2 separate regions of the Pan troglodytes genome follow, and region 2 is linked to region 1. A link is a contact called in public HiChIP or PLAC-seq data. All regions are on one chromosome and are shown on one strand. The core of a region is the stretch at or near the end of the contact, and the rest is flanking DNA. Distances in the headings are between cores, read along the strand shown.

The links. HiChIP or PLAC-seq counts read pairs in DNA pulled down with a chosen protein or histone mark.
Region 2: an H3K4me3 HiChIP or PLAC-seq map of stem cell-derived excitatory neurons shows a contact between it and region 1, with 5 times the contacts expected there. The contact joins the promoter of JADE1 here to the promoter of PGRMC2 in region 1. A contact is called at or near these places in 1 of 7 Hi-C or Micro-C datasets (stem cell-derived neural progenitor cells) and 1 of 1 datasets of contacts at active chromatin or transcription factors (stem cell-derived excitatory neurons).

What each region holds. Positions count from the first base shown.
Region 1 is chr3:129,444,232-129,451,176 of NHGRI_mPanTro3-v2.0_pri, forward strand. It overlaps PGRMC2 (progesterone receptor membrane component 2), which reads right to left and starts at 4,162. Exons shown (of 3, transcript XM_517434.6): 1 at 3,704-4,162. The coding sequence starts at 4,121.
Region 2 is chr3:129,970,843-129,977,787 of NHGRI_mPanTro3-v2.0_pri, forward strand. It overlaps JADE1 (jade family PHD finger 1), which reads left to right and starts at 4,124. Exons shown (of 11, transcript XM_001158814.6): 1 at 4,124-4,456.

The sequences.
Region 1 (6,945 bases), core at 2,912-5,411:
TTTTTTTTGAGACAGAGTCTCGTTCTGTCACCCAGGCTGGAGTGCAATGGCGAGATCTCAGCTCACTGCAACCTCCACCTCCTAGGTTCAAGTGATTCTCTTGCCTCAGCCTCCCCAGTAGCTGGGATTACAGGTACCCACCATCATGCTCGGCTAATTTTTTTTTGTATTTTTGTAGAAACAGGGTTTGGCCATGTTGGCCAGGCTGGTCCCGAACTCCTGACCTCAGGGATCTGCCCGCCTTGGCCTCTCAAAGTGCTGGGATTAAGGCATGAGCCACCGTGCCTGGCCTTTATTTTTTTATTTTTATTTTTATTTTTAGTAGAGATGGGGTTTCACCATGTTGGCCAGTCTGGTCTCAAACTCCTGACCTCAAGTGATCCGCTTGCCTCAGCCTCCCAAAGTGCTGGGATTACACGCGTGAGCCACCGTGCCTGGCCGAAAGGCATGTTTTTTTTGAGGCTTTAAATCCTTGGATTTATGGGAACCAGGGAAGAGTATAAAGAAAAACAACAGTAAGATTCTCTACAAGTTTATCACAGGATGCAGTTTACTAGAAATAGTATAGATAAGCTGTGTGGTAATATCCATCTGGATTTATTAGACATACATGTAATCCAAGCCAATTTACCTAAAATACCTAAACCTCAGACTCCCCACCTGTAGAGCAGGAATACTTACCAACTTCACTGAGGAATTATGGAGATAAAAAAATTAATGGATCTGATATTGTGGGTGCTTAACGAATCTGGTTTTCTTTCTCCTCCTGTATTCAGTTTTTTACATGACCAAACTTTCCTCACCTGCTGGCCAAGTGCCTGATCTGTTACTAAATTTAATATTGGCAAATACAGTTAATGCCAACTGTTTGCCAAAATGTGTATACTCCACCAAATTACACTGTCAATATTTAATTAAGAGCCTGAACTTTAAAAATGTATGACTAAAAATAAACACGTTTAGCATTATGGAAAAATCTCATAAAATTTAATCCTAAAACCATTATTGTGAAATTAGGGTAGATATTGGCTAGGCATAGAAACTAACAATTACTGCTTCTGAATTATTCTGCTACAAAACTGCTTAATTTATGAGGATGAAAATAAAAATTAAAAGCAAAACTGAACTTGTATCTGTTTTATAGCCAGAAATTTGGCTTTAAGATTTTTTGAAAAGTACTACTTATTACATTTTCTATTAATATGCAATATCAACATATTCTAAGCCCATAAAATGATCTGGCTTTCTTTAAGGTTCCTTTCAATAATAAAATATTCAAATATCTGTTAGGTTGTTGATCAACTGTAGAATACTAACTGTATATCACTCTTAGGCTGTTCAACAGAACCTAGGAACTGGCAGAAACTAATCTAAAACTGACTTCTCCATTGTAATCTCAAGAGCCTCCCTCAGTGCACATACCATAAAAAAGCAATCTACCACCTATGACTCTTAATTTTTAATTTTTTTTTATACCGAGTCTCTCTCTGTCGCCCAGGCTGCAGTGCAATGGCGCAATCTCGGCTCACTGCAACCCCCACCTCCCGGGTTCCAGCAACTCTCCCTGCCACCGCCTCCCGAGTAGCTGGGATTACAGGCACCCGCCACCACGTCTAGCTAATTTTCTTGTATTTTTAGTAGAGACGAGGTTTTGTTATATTGGCCAGGCTGGTTTCGAACTCCTGACCTCTGGTGATGCACCCGCCTCGGCCTCCCAAAGCACTGAGATTACAGGCATGAACCACCACGCCTGGCTTTAATTTTTAATTTCTATCACAGAACAAACATTTGCCACTGGAGGCTGCCAAACTGTTTCTATGACTGTCTCTCTTAGCTATTTTCAGATACTGCCAAGGCATAATGTGTGAGGACTAATACGATTCTTTGTACTAATACTTTGTTTTCTTCAGTGGCAGTTCAGACAGGGTACAAAAGCTGATCTTTTAGCTGGGTAAGGTCTATATTAAAAATTTAAACCTGTACAGGATTTCTAATCACTTAACACATTTTAATACCAATGGGTGAAAAGCTTGAACTAGGTATAAAATGCTGTCTAAATCCTTGATTTAAAAAAATTTTACTTCGCTTGGCCTGTTTAAATACTGTACTTTGGCCTTGTTCTCTTGTCCCACGTGTGCTTAAGTAAACAAAAATGTATTAACCATTTCAGTTGATATAAGTAGGCAGACATCTTGTGTTCACATTTATGTAACCAGAAGCAAAAACTTTGTAAGCTATGTATTTACTTGGTTGGATTAAATGTGTATATATACACAGAAGTACAAACAACTAAGAAATAAACTACATAATTCAACACCAAAAATCTCCTATTTCTTATCCCTATTCCAATGAACAAACTACAAACCAAAGCACTTCTAAAATATCTTCCAGCTATCAAGCACTGAAATCAGAAGTATATATTTTTAAGTGTCAATAAATCTTATACACTTACAGATTAAATTAAGGAGAAAACCAGCTTATTTCCAGACTGCCAACCCTATGACTTTAAGGCTTGGATGTACTCTCTCCAATAACAGGTCACTTTAGGTCTCTAATTTAATTATTTATTCTTATTGTAGTTACCACTTTTTTTTAAAGCTTAGTATTAATCAGTGCACAACCAGGATGCACAATGTTGCTCAACTGTATGATATACCAACAGGTTCCATGAGTCTGGGGTTTATTAACATAATCCAAAATGTATGCTACAACCACACTGTAAAAAAAGGGCGTCTAAATCAACTACCCTACACAAAGTTCCCTGAAAACAAAGTTCTCTGAAAACAAAGTTCTAAAAATCTTTAACTTGCATAACTGGCACATGGGGGTATAAATCTACAACTCTTCTAAGTTTTTTCTCCTTAGTTCTGCTAAGTGAAAACACAAGTCATTATCAACGTGTACTTGAAAAGAGAAAAAAAAAGAAAAAAGAAACCAGAGACACGCCTGCTGGGTATAGGAGCTCCACCCCCAAAACTCAGGGTGAATATCATTACCAGTCTTTAATAAGCTCTGCATTCTGGTCTGTTCTCATCCCACATACCTTGTTAATCATGGAAAGCAACTCCGAACTAAAACTGGTTTAAAGAGAGTCCGAGGTGTTGCTTATATGTCTGGACTTCAGAGACTGGAGGGTTGGGACTTTACATGCCCCTAAACGTGGCCTTACGGAGTAATACAGCGAGGGAAAAAAGGAGATCAGTGGCCAAAAAAAAAAAAAAGGGGGCAAGGAAAAGAAAACTGTGAATTACAGAGCCCAAAACTTTAGTTTAGGTCCCAACTTCAGAAATCTCCCTTCCCTGGTGCCCCATCCATCCCAGGAATCAGGAGACTCAAAAAAGGTTAAGGGCCAGCGTTGACCTGTGACAACTAAAACGATTTTGAAAAATCCAGCCAAAGAAACAAACAAACAAAAAGGCTGCGAGGAGAAATGGGATGGAAGAAAGACGAATGCTGAGAGCTGGTCTCTGGGGCGCCACCGGGGACCCTGGTTTCGGGGGAAGAACTGGAGGTGCCCGTAGCTGCGGGGGGACGGTGTGTGTGTAGGGGCGGGACGGGCCGTCCCAGGTGCGGCGGCCGAGGCGCGGGGGTCCCGGCGACGAGAAGGCTGGGCAAACTAACCCGGTGCCCAGAGGCCTCCCCGTCCGAAGGGGGTCGTGCTTCAGCTGCAGGGGGTCCTTCCCCTCCCCTTCCAACTCCTCACCCGGGCCGTAGAACTTGCTGCCTTTGGTCACGTCGAAGACTTTCCCATTGACCGCGAGCAGGATGCGCGGGTTGCGGGAGCCGTCGTACTGGCGCAGCTGCTCCAAGCTGAAGTCCCGCTTCTTCATGCGAGGCAGAGAGGCGGCGGGGCTCTCCTCGCCCGCCCCGGCCCCGGCCCCCAGACCCCGCCGCCCCCAGCGCACCCACAGCCGGTAGGCCCCCAGCAGCATCAGAGCCACCAGCGCCACGTTCAGCAGCATTTCCCCGCCCCCCGTCAGAAGCGCCAACGCCGCCGCCGCCCAGCCTCCCCCTTCCGCTGCCGCTCCCGCGCCGCCTGGACTCTCGCTGCCGCCGTCGTTGCTGCTCTCGCTGCCACTCCCCAGGGTGCCTAGCTTCACGTCCCCATCACCAGCCGCCATCACTGCCCGCCAGCGCCTTCCTCCTCCTCCCCGCCCCCTGCCCTCCCCAACCCCACGGGCGGCCCCGCCCATCTGGGGGCCTCCCAGCCAATAATGTGAGAAGAGGGGGGCGGGGTCAGGCCGGCTCCTGATTGGGTGTTGACGGGGTAACGTTGTCTCGGATCTCCCGCCCCCTCCCTTCTTTCGCTGGCCGCGCACGCGTGCAACGCCCCGCCCACCTCGCCCCACACTTCCCTGCTCTCACTCCAAGCCTCCGCTAGGTTAAGTAGACGAGCCGGGCGGGTCTGAAGAAAAGATGCTACGACGGCCGCGCGGACGCTCATGGGCGGGGCGAGACCACAGCGCGTGCGCGGGCTCCTGAACGCCACGCGCTCGCCTTTCGTCCGTAACCCCTGCGGGAGGCACGCCCCGCCCAGTCTCCAGGCTCTGCGCGTGCGCCCTGGAATCGCTTCCCTTCCTAGGCCTAGGTTCGCGTCCGCAAACTCCCGCCTCCTTGCGCTCCCCCCGCCCGGGAGCTTCACGTGCGCCTTGGCTGCCGCGGGGGCAGGTCCCGGCTGGACGCCTGGCGGAGGACGCGGGCAGGCGGCTTGTGGGAGGCTGGGGCATAGTTGAGTTGCAAGGCGCAAACCGATGAGGGGCGTCTGCTTTTCCCCAGGGCGCCGTCGCTTTTGTCGGGAAACCGGCAGCGTAGGCGCGCAGACCGGGAAGCGGCAAGAAGATTTGGCGACGAGCTGGGGTCTTCCTGGAACGGAGAGAAAGCACGGAACCCGCACCGGGCTTCTCTGGCATCGGCAGTCTACGTGCTCCTCGCGCTGGCACCGAGCAGCCACTCCCCGCTGGGTTTGGCAAAGGCTGCTCTTGTAGAATTTTAAAGGATTTAGAGTCTCATTATTCCTTGAATCATAACTTCTGCGGCCCTAGGGAAGTGGACAGGTTGAGGTGGTCTTTCTATTCGTCATTCACTCTTATTTGCAGGTTCTGTTTCATGTACTTGGACGTCTTTTAGCCTCTCACACCTTGAAATTCTGGTGTGAAAAAGTGACCTCTGAAGTCTCACGCACTCAACTCGTTTGACGAACTCGTTTGACGTGTTCTCTCTTGCCCTTTGTTGTCTGTTGTCTTGAGTCTCATAGAATAGGTTTGAACCTTTCACTGTCGGTTTTGGAGGAGTCACTGAGGATATTGACGGGCCAAGTGACAGGGTCGACAGTCTTGTAGAGAGGTTGTATAGCAACCAGGTGTCTGAAGGATTAGAGGCTGGGGAAAGAGTGGGAAAGCAGTTAGTAGGCTAGGGTATTTGTGCGTGAGGTGAGGAGACTCAGAGCTAGGGGAGACATTAGAGCAGGGGTTGGCAAACATTTTTTGTAAAGGGCCCGATCATATTTTAAGTCTCTGCCTTAACTACTCAGCTCTACCTTGTAACGAGAAAGCAGCCATAGACAATACTTGAATGAGTGTAGCTGTCTTCAGTAAAACTATGGACATTGAATTTTTAATATAATTTCAGGTATGAAATATTCTTTTGATTTTTAAGAAAATCGTTGAAATATGTAAATTTTTTTTTTTTTTAGTTCTGGAGAGGTGCAAAAACAACTTATAAGCCATATTGCTGAGCCCTGCATTAGAGGTACCTGAGGGAGAGCGACACAATTGGTAGTAAATGACCATATACTCTATCCTTCAATATGGAACACTTTTGGAAGTAAAGTAGGGCATTAATAATTATAGCCAGAGACCAGGAGTTATATCAGTTTTATCCCAGGCAAACCTAAAGGAATAGTCACCTTAAGGTTAAGGGTTAGGAGAAGTTAAAATTGCTTTAGGACTTGGTAACAGAAAATGGGAGGTGTCAGTGATGGAAATAGGAAGATAAAGAAGAAACTGGTTTTGAGGAGAAGATAGCTGTAGCAGTCCCAAGAGCCGTATACAGTTGAGACAACATTGATAGGAAGGAAGAAAGCACCCCAGAAGCAGGCCACTCTTTATATCTTATTGACCAGAACTGGGCTATTAGCTGTCCCTAAAGCAGTAACAGACAAGGAGCATGGGACATCCATGATTGCCTAGTGTTTATCTGGCTTTTTTAGTTCTTATTCAGGACTGTGTTGAGCATTGCTGGACATTTACCATCTCTGGTTCCTTCCAACTATGTCAGTACCACACCTCAGGCATTGTGACACCGTAAATCAACCGTTTTTCCCTCCCACCCCCCAGAGGTGTGGTACTGGTTGAGAACCAGTAGCTTAGACCCTCAGGATTTACCTTGGGGCTGAATTAGTGTGTGTAGGTTTCTTATCCAGTTGGTTTGGAGGGAAGAGAGGAATTGGACAGTATTAAAGTTCTACTGTCAAGGAAGTGGGGTGGGGAATGTTGGGTAGCTAACCAACATTGGCTGCCACGTGAAGTAAAAAAGTTTTCCTTTATATCCTTGATAAAATAGTGTCTCGACTTCTTCACACTTGAAGCCTTCCCAAAACCCCAGCTTTTTTGATTCTCATTGTAAGCCCCTTGAACTGGACTAGTTGGAAGTTCTTATTTTCCACCCTAAGTAACAAGCTCTTGTCCCAATAGGATACTCTTGCTTTGAGTACTGCAATAACTTTCCAATTGGTGACTTGCCGTCAGTCTTTTCCTATTTCATTCCTACACGAAGAGACTAGAACTGTGTTCTGATTTCCTTTGCTCAGACACCAATCTCCAGGGGTGCTCTGTAATTTGAAGAGGACAACTCAGAAAGCACTCAAGGGCCTCCATAAGTCCCTGAGTGGCTTCCCTGCCTTCCCGTTCCCTAGCAAACAATCCCTTGGATACCCTCTATTAAATG
Region 2 (6,945 bases), core at 2,874-5,373, 530 kb after region 1:
GTTCAAGCAATTCTTCTGCCTCAGCTTACCAAGTAGCTGGGATGACAGGTATGCACCATCACGCCCAGCTAATTTTTGTATTTTTAGTAGAGACGGGGTTTCACCATGTTGGCCAGGCTGGTCTTGAACGCTTGACCTTGTGATCCGCCTGCCTTGGCCTCCCAAAGTGCTGGGATTACAGGCGTGAGCCACCGCGCCCGGTGAATTTTTATATTTAGTAGAGATGGGTTTTCACTATATTGGTCAGGCTGGTCTCAAACTCCTGACCTCAAGTGATCCACCCGCCTCAGCCTCCCAAAGTGCTGGGAATACAGGTGTGAGCCACCACGCCTGGTTGAAAAATAAAAAGTTATTTTTTATCATTTAGTTATTAGAATTATTTTTAAAAACAACAATCTAAGCCCTCTTTAGTAACAAGACATTTTTGGCACAAAATTCCAAAAAAATTAAAGTACATGCAAATAAACTTTTAGGATACAACCCATTTTATCCAAGATTGCCCTTTTACAGTAAAAAAAAAAAAAAATTCTTCTCTCTGGGTGCAGGCGCAATGGCTCACGCCTATTATCCCAGCACTTTGGGAGAGCGAGGAGGGCGGATCGCTTGAGCTCAGGAGTTTGAGACCAGTCTGGGAAACACGGTGAAATCCTGTCTCTACAAAAAATATGAAAAATTAGTCAGGTGTGGTGGTTCATGCCTGTGTTCCCAGCTACTTTGGAGGCTGAGGTGGGGGAATTGCTTGAGCCCTGGAGGTGGAGGCTGCACTGAGCCATGTTGGGACCACTGAACTCCAGCCTGGGTGGCAGAGTGAGACCCTGATCTTGGAAAAAAAAAAAATTATCTCGTTGGAATGTATACCAACTGACAGTGGTATTTGCCAGTAAGAATTTCTTGCTCATTTCCCTAAAGGAATGAGATAATACAGGACTTTAGTGTATGCATCCCTTCATTTCAAATATGAACAATTCTGAATCTCTTATCAAGGCCTTATAATTCTTTACCTACAGAGAAGTAGATGAAATGAAATGACTAAGTAAACATTCAGAGGTTTAATCAAGTCTGGTTTCAAAATCAGGAATATGAATATAAATATCCAAATTTCTATTTCATAAAAACCCATTATTATGGAAGAAAATAATTAAACTGTTTATGACTACAGCAGAATGTACAGGATATATAGAATTGTAATTATCATCACGAACAGGAAAGACTAGAATCTTGATATTTCTATTACACTGAGTACCTTGTAGCTATTTTGTTGAATGTCTTTTCATCTCTGATAATAAGGTGTGAATTAAAAAGAACTATTCCAGAGACTAGGAAATGATGATCCGGAATGATTTGGCAAGGTAAGACAGTAAGTGACAGAGTGGAATCAGAAACTCGCTTTCCTAATTGCCAGCTTAGTACTTCTTATTCTAGGCTGTATTATCTGTGCTGCCGCAAGGCAAACCATATCATTGCCTTTCCCATTTTAGAAATAGGTTGTATAGGAGTTTCCTTTGTGGTCTGATGGCAAGAGACACCTATTATTTAAGAAATGCCAACTGCTGATCATTGATGACAAAATATTTTTACATGTTCCTTATGGATTCAAGTTGTCCGCCATTTCTTCAAATAATCATCACGTTTCTAAGTTTGGTAAGAAAATCAGAAATGACTGAATGTTAAAGAGAAAGGGGCCTTAGACATTATTTTTCCTATCATCTCAGTGGGGAAACTAAAGCCCAAAGAGTCATATTGGGAGTTGGTGGGAGTCTCCTGACTTCTTGTCCAGGGCTATTTATAGCACATAGCACTGTTTCAGTGGATGAGTACTCTGAAGCCACGGCATAATTGAGACTCTGTACATGGCACCTTCACTCCTGTTCAATGTGTCAGTGTGGGGAGTTTGTGTGCCATTTTATCCCTTTATTTTTGTCATCCATTTTATTCAATACTTTCGTTGGTGCCTGATGTTTTTGATAGAAAAAGCAAATAAAAGAGTAAGCAGCAAATGTGAGTTAAAAAAAATTTTTTTTTGAGACAGAGTCTCGCTCTGTCGCCCAGGCTACAGTGCAGTGGCGTGATCTCGGCACACTGCAAGCTCCTCCTGCCGGGTTCACGCCATTCTCCTGCCTCAGCCTCCCCAGCAACTGGGACTACAGGCGCCCGCCACCACACCCGGCTAATTTTTTGTATTTTTAGTAGAGACGGGGTTTCACCGTGTTAGCCAGGATGGTCTGGATCTCCTGACCTCGTGATCCGCCCGCCTCTGCCTCCCAAAGTGCTGGGATTACAGGCATGAGCCACCGCGCCCGGTCGGCAAAAATTTTCTTAACATGAATGCGTGAAGTAAGCTGTTTGGAGTTTAGAAAAGTTGCAATTTTTGATGGAGAGAAAACCAAGAAGGAGTTGAGTGATGGCCGAGGGAGTGGACAACCTCCTACTGCCAGGGCCTCTACTCCTGAACTGTTATGAGGTTGCCTGATTCCTCTTAACAACCCTTCAGGTTAGGGGCCAGCTGTTAACTTAATTTTATTACCAGGGAAGAAACTGAGGCTCAGATAAAGTTCTTTTATCCCACAGGTACACAAACTGCTAACTGATAGAGCCAGATCCAGCCATGTCTGGCTACAAAGCCTGTGTACTTTAACTTCTACAGAGAGTATGTGCAAGGTGAACCAGTAAAAATAACAATAACTGAAGAGCAATACTAAGAATAGTAATAATGATAGTTAACACAGTGCTTTACATGTGTGATCGCTTTGAACAGGATTAAGTGAACACATGAATAGGACTGGCAGGGAGTCTTTCTACTCTTCATTAGCGAAACAGGAGAGGACATATACAGTACTTAGGATTTCCACTGGCTTACTTTGTTTTCTGAAAAATAACTGAAAGGCTCAATTAGTTTTGTTTTGTCGCATTTATCAGATTATAACGTTCTGGATGTGGGTCTGGATGTGGGTAGTTGGGCTGGTGTGGGATTACATGAAATCAAACCTGATATATTCAGAAAGATTCTTCCGGTGGACACATATGCCTTTTGGGTTCGATATTCAATTTTGTAATTAGTGATCACTGTTCCTATTTATTTATTTATTTTTTTGAGACGGAGTTTCGCTCTTATTGCCCAGGCTGGAGCACAATGGCGCATTATCGGCTCATCACAACCTCCACCTCCCGGGTTCAAGCGATTCTCCTGCCTCAGCCTCCCCAGTAGCTGGGGTTACAGGCATGTACCACCATGCCCGGCTAATTTTGTATTTTTTAGTGGAGACAGGGTTTATCCATGTTGGTCAGGCTGGTCTTGAACTCCCGACCTCAGGTGATCCGCCCACCTAGGCCTCCCAAAGTACTGGGATTACAGGCGTGAGCCACCGCGCCCGGCCTGAATGGGAGTTTTTAATCCGTACTTTTTTCTTATTGAAGTTGAATGCCATATACCCCTCTATTTCCCTAGATGAATCCATGAAAGAAGTATGTTGCCCTCTATATGAAAAAGCAAGCTTGTCTTCTGCAGAAAATCAGTAACCACTCGTTTTTACACATAAATACCCCCAAATGAATCTCCGATGACTGATCTGATACTAGTCTGCAATTCTAGTTTTAGCATTAGGCTCACTCCTCATATTTGGGAGAAGATGTCCAATTCTGTAGTAATGTGTAACATAAAGTGGTGTCAATTTATAAATAATATCTTCTAATGAATTAATGCTCATTTGCAATGATCACTTCCATACAAATTTAGGTAAAGATGTTATTCAGAATTCGATTATCTCTATTTAAAAATGTCATCCTAATGTGCAACTCCCTAAAACTGTTACTACAAACAACTATTTTGCCACTCAGCCTAAAAATAAAACCTTTCACCCAAATGACACATCTTAATAGCCATATTTTAATCTACGTAATTTTAAACTATTCTGAAAGAATCCATTTCTAGATGTCAGACAAGAGTTGAAACTGGGACAGCAGTTTGAAGGGGCTAATTTAAAAACCCACTTCCCTGCTTGGAGACACCTCAAGAATTTCTAGGCTCACAAGGTGGGTGAAGTAAGGAAAGAGACTAAGAGCTGAACAGTGCCGTTCTTTGCGAGCCCCTACTGGCGCAGGCTGAGCCGGCTGCGGCTAGGGCTGCGAAGAGTTAACGAGGGACCGAGCCCCCAGCGCCGCGGGCTCCCCGCATGCTCCCTCCGCCCTCCCGTCCCCACCCTCTCGTTTTGGCAAGGGATTAAAGTGCTCCCCCCTGTGGCAGCAGTGACCCAGAAATGAGTTTGATTCACATAGTCCTTCCTCCATAACAAGCCAAACGCCAGACCGAGAGTGCCTCCGTGCGCGAGTGCCCGGTGTGTGCGCGCCGGCGAGAGCAGGGGCCCGCCCGGCTCCCCGCCCGCCGCGGCCCGAACTCATGCAGCTCCGAGCGAGCGAGCGGCGCCCAGCCCAGCGCCTCGGCCGAACCCCTCCGCAGCAGGTACGCGCGCGGGCCGCGGGGGGCGCGCGGGGTGGGCGCGCCGCGCGTGTGTCCGCGCGTGTCCGCGTGTGGGTCCGTGTGCGCGTCCCGGTCCCGCGGCGGCGACGGCGGCGGCGGCGGCGGCGGCGGCTGCAGGACGAGCCGAGAGGCTCAGCCATATTTGATGGTTTTGTTGCTTTGCTCGGGAGTTCTCGGGAGTAATTTAATGCCGAAGGTCGCTGCCTAGTGGAAATAATATAGTACGTCATTAATATGGCGCCAAAAGATTGGGTTCTCGATATGTAGCGAGGAGGGAGGGAGGCAGCCGCTGAGCGCAGCGTTACTATCCCACCAGTAACTTGGGCATTGCCGGGGCGGGGGCCGGAGGAGGAGGAGAGGATGATTTTTGGATCCTGAGAATTGATCTATGTTGGATCAGTAAGTTTTATTATGATTTTTTTTTTCAAATTTGGGGGGCTGAAGACTTAGAGCTATTTCTTCTTTTGGATTTGCGAAGAACATGCGGTTTTCAGGTGAATCATCAATTAAACGCGTTTAGGAGCAGAAGCCCAGTTTAAGTTGGCTTTAGTTTATAGGTTTTTTTTTTTTTTTTTTTTTTTTTTTTTTTTTTTTAGAAAGCCAAAGTGCATTAGGCTGCATGAAAGTGGAAAGCATAGTAGCAACTTGGTAGACAGATGGCAATGGCAGAACGCAGGTTCGCGTACATATATGAATCCAGTGTGTGTGAGACCGTGTGTGTGGTGGGACTGTATTTGTCCAAACATAGGTGTGCGTAGGTACATCTGTGTGTGGTGGCCGCAGCCCTGGCTCTTGTCACCGCGTCACCACATGTCCAAAATATTCATTGCATCAATTCAAGGGCAGTGAGAGGGGGGTGGGGGTGGGGGTGGAGGGACAGTTTGGCAATTAGATTCTTCCGAACTGGGCTTCCAGTGATCAGATCTTTTACTTACAGCGCGACTGCTTGTAAAGTGTAAAACCCCTTAATCGATGAAATGGGGTAGGAGTTGGCGTTGGTAGAGCAAAGTACCGATTAATCGTGAACTTAAAGGGGATTGCAAATTGCAACCTTTGGCACCATCTGCACATTGTGGGGGTGGGGCCTCTTGGTCTCCTTGCTTCCTTAAATGAACGTGTAGTGTGTACCCCGGGACTGCAAGTTGCAGAGCCCTTCAGTGCACGTGTCTTGTGCCTGTGAGTCTGTGTTTGCGAGTTGGGGGCTGTTGTTCGGTAGCCAGCAGGCTTTCCGGGTTGCTCGGCATTGGCTTGCAAATGCGGGAGAGGGATGGAATGTGGAATGTTGACCGGGGAACCGAATCCTGTCGGAACGGTCCCATTTGCTGGAGAAATTCGATCCCTTCCACCTCCTTCCCGCTCCCCCCCGCCCGCCTTCGGGCAGGAGGCGGGGCTGAGGACGCGGCTGCTGCTCAAAGTGGCGGAGCGCGGCGGCGGGAGGCAGGTGCACGGCACCCGCCAGTGGGGGTGCCTCAACTTCCGCGGGCGTTTAAATAGCAGCCTCTCTCCCCTCCCACCGGTAATAGGTGACCTGGCGGCCGAGGGCGGCGGGGGAGGGAACCGGGGGAGACTCGGGAGCGAGCCTCCGCGGCACGTGGGCAGGTGCTGGGTGGCCCCGGGGCCAACTTTTGTAGCCCGCCTCTGGTGTTTGAGGAGAGGCGGCCCAGTGTGGAAATGGGGGCGGGCGGCGGCCGAGGCGCTGCTTCTCCGCCGCGGCCGGAGCGTCACCTAACGGTCCCAGCTGCGCCGCCCGGGCCGGGGTGGGGGGTTGCGGGGGCGGGGACGCCCGGCCCGCCGCGCCCGCCCCGCACAAAGCCCGCGGCGCGGGGGTGGCCGCCGCGCCCCCGCCCCGGGAACGGCCCGAAGCCCGACGCGGTCCCCGCGCCGGTTCCGGCGGGCGGCCGCAGGCGTTTGTTTGTTGGTTCCGCGCCGCCTTCCTCGCCGGATGGCTTCCTGTGACAGAGGTGATACACAGTTTCCAGAACTGTCTGGGGGCGGGAGCGGGAGCGGGAGCCGAGCCCGCTCGGAGCTCCTCGCCGCCGCTGCCGCTCCCATCTTAAAACCGTTTCTCGCCGGCGCGCCCGCCCCAGCCCGAAGGTGCCGCCCCGGAGGGACTCGGGGAGGGGGACGGCGCGGCCGTTTCCAGCGGCGCAAGTGGCTTCTGGACGCGAGGGAGCGTTTGATTTGCAACTGGGGCCGAGCGGATTGGTGCAGCTGGCGGCGGCGGGGCGGGAGGAGCTGCGGCGGCGAGGGGTGGCCACTTTCAAATGGAGAGGGCGGCGGCGGCGGGGACGCCGCTGCGGAGGGAGCGGGGCTTGGTTGCGCCACGAGAAGGTGTCATCACTGCACCGGGGCTAATTCCGGCGGAGGTGCCGGGAGTTACTTTCCCCTCCTCCCGCGCTGTTGTTTCTGTCGCCTCGGGAGGAGGAGGAGGAGGAGGAGGATTGGGAGAGAGGGAGGGGGCGGCGCCGCGC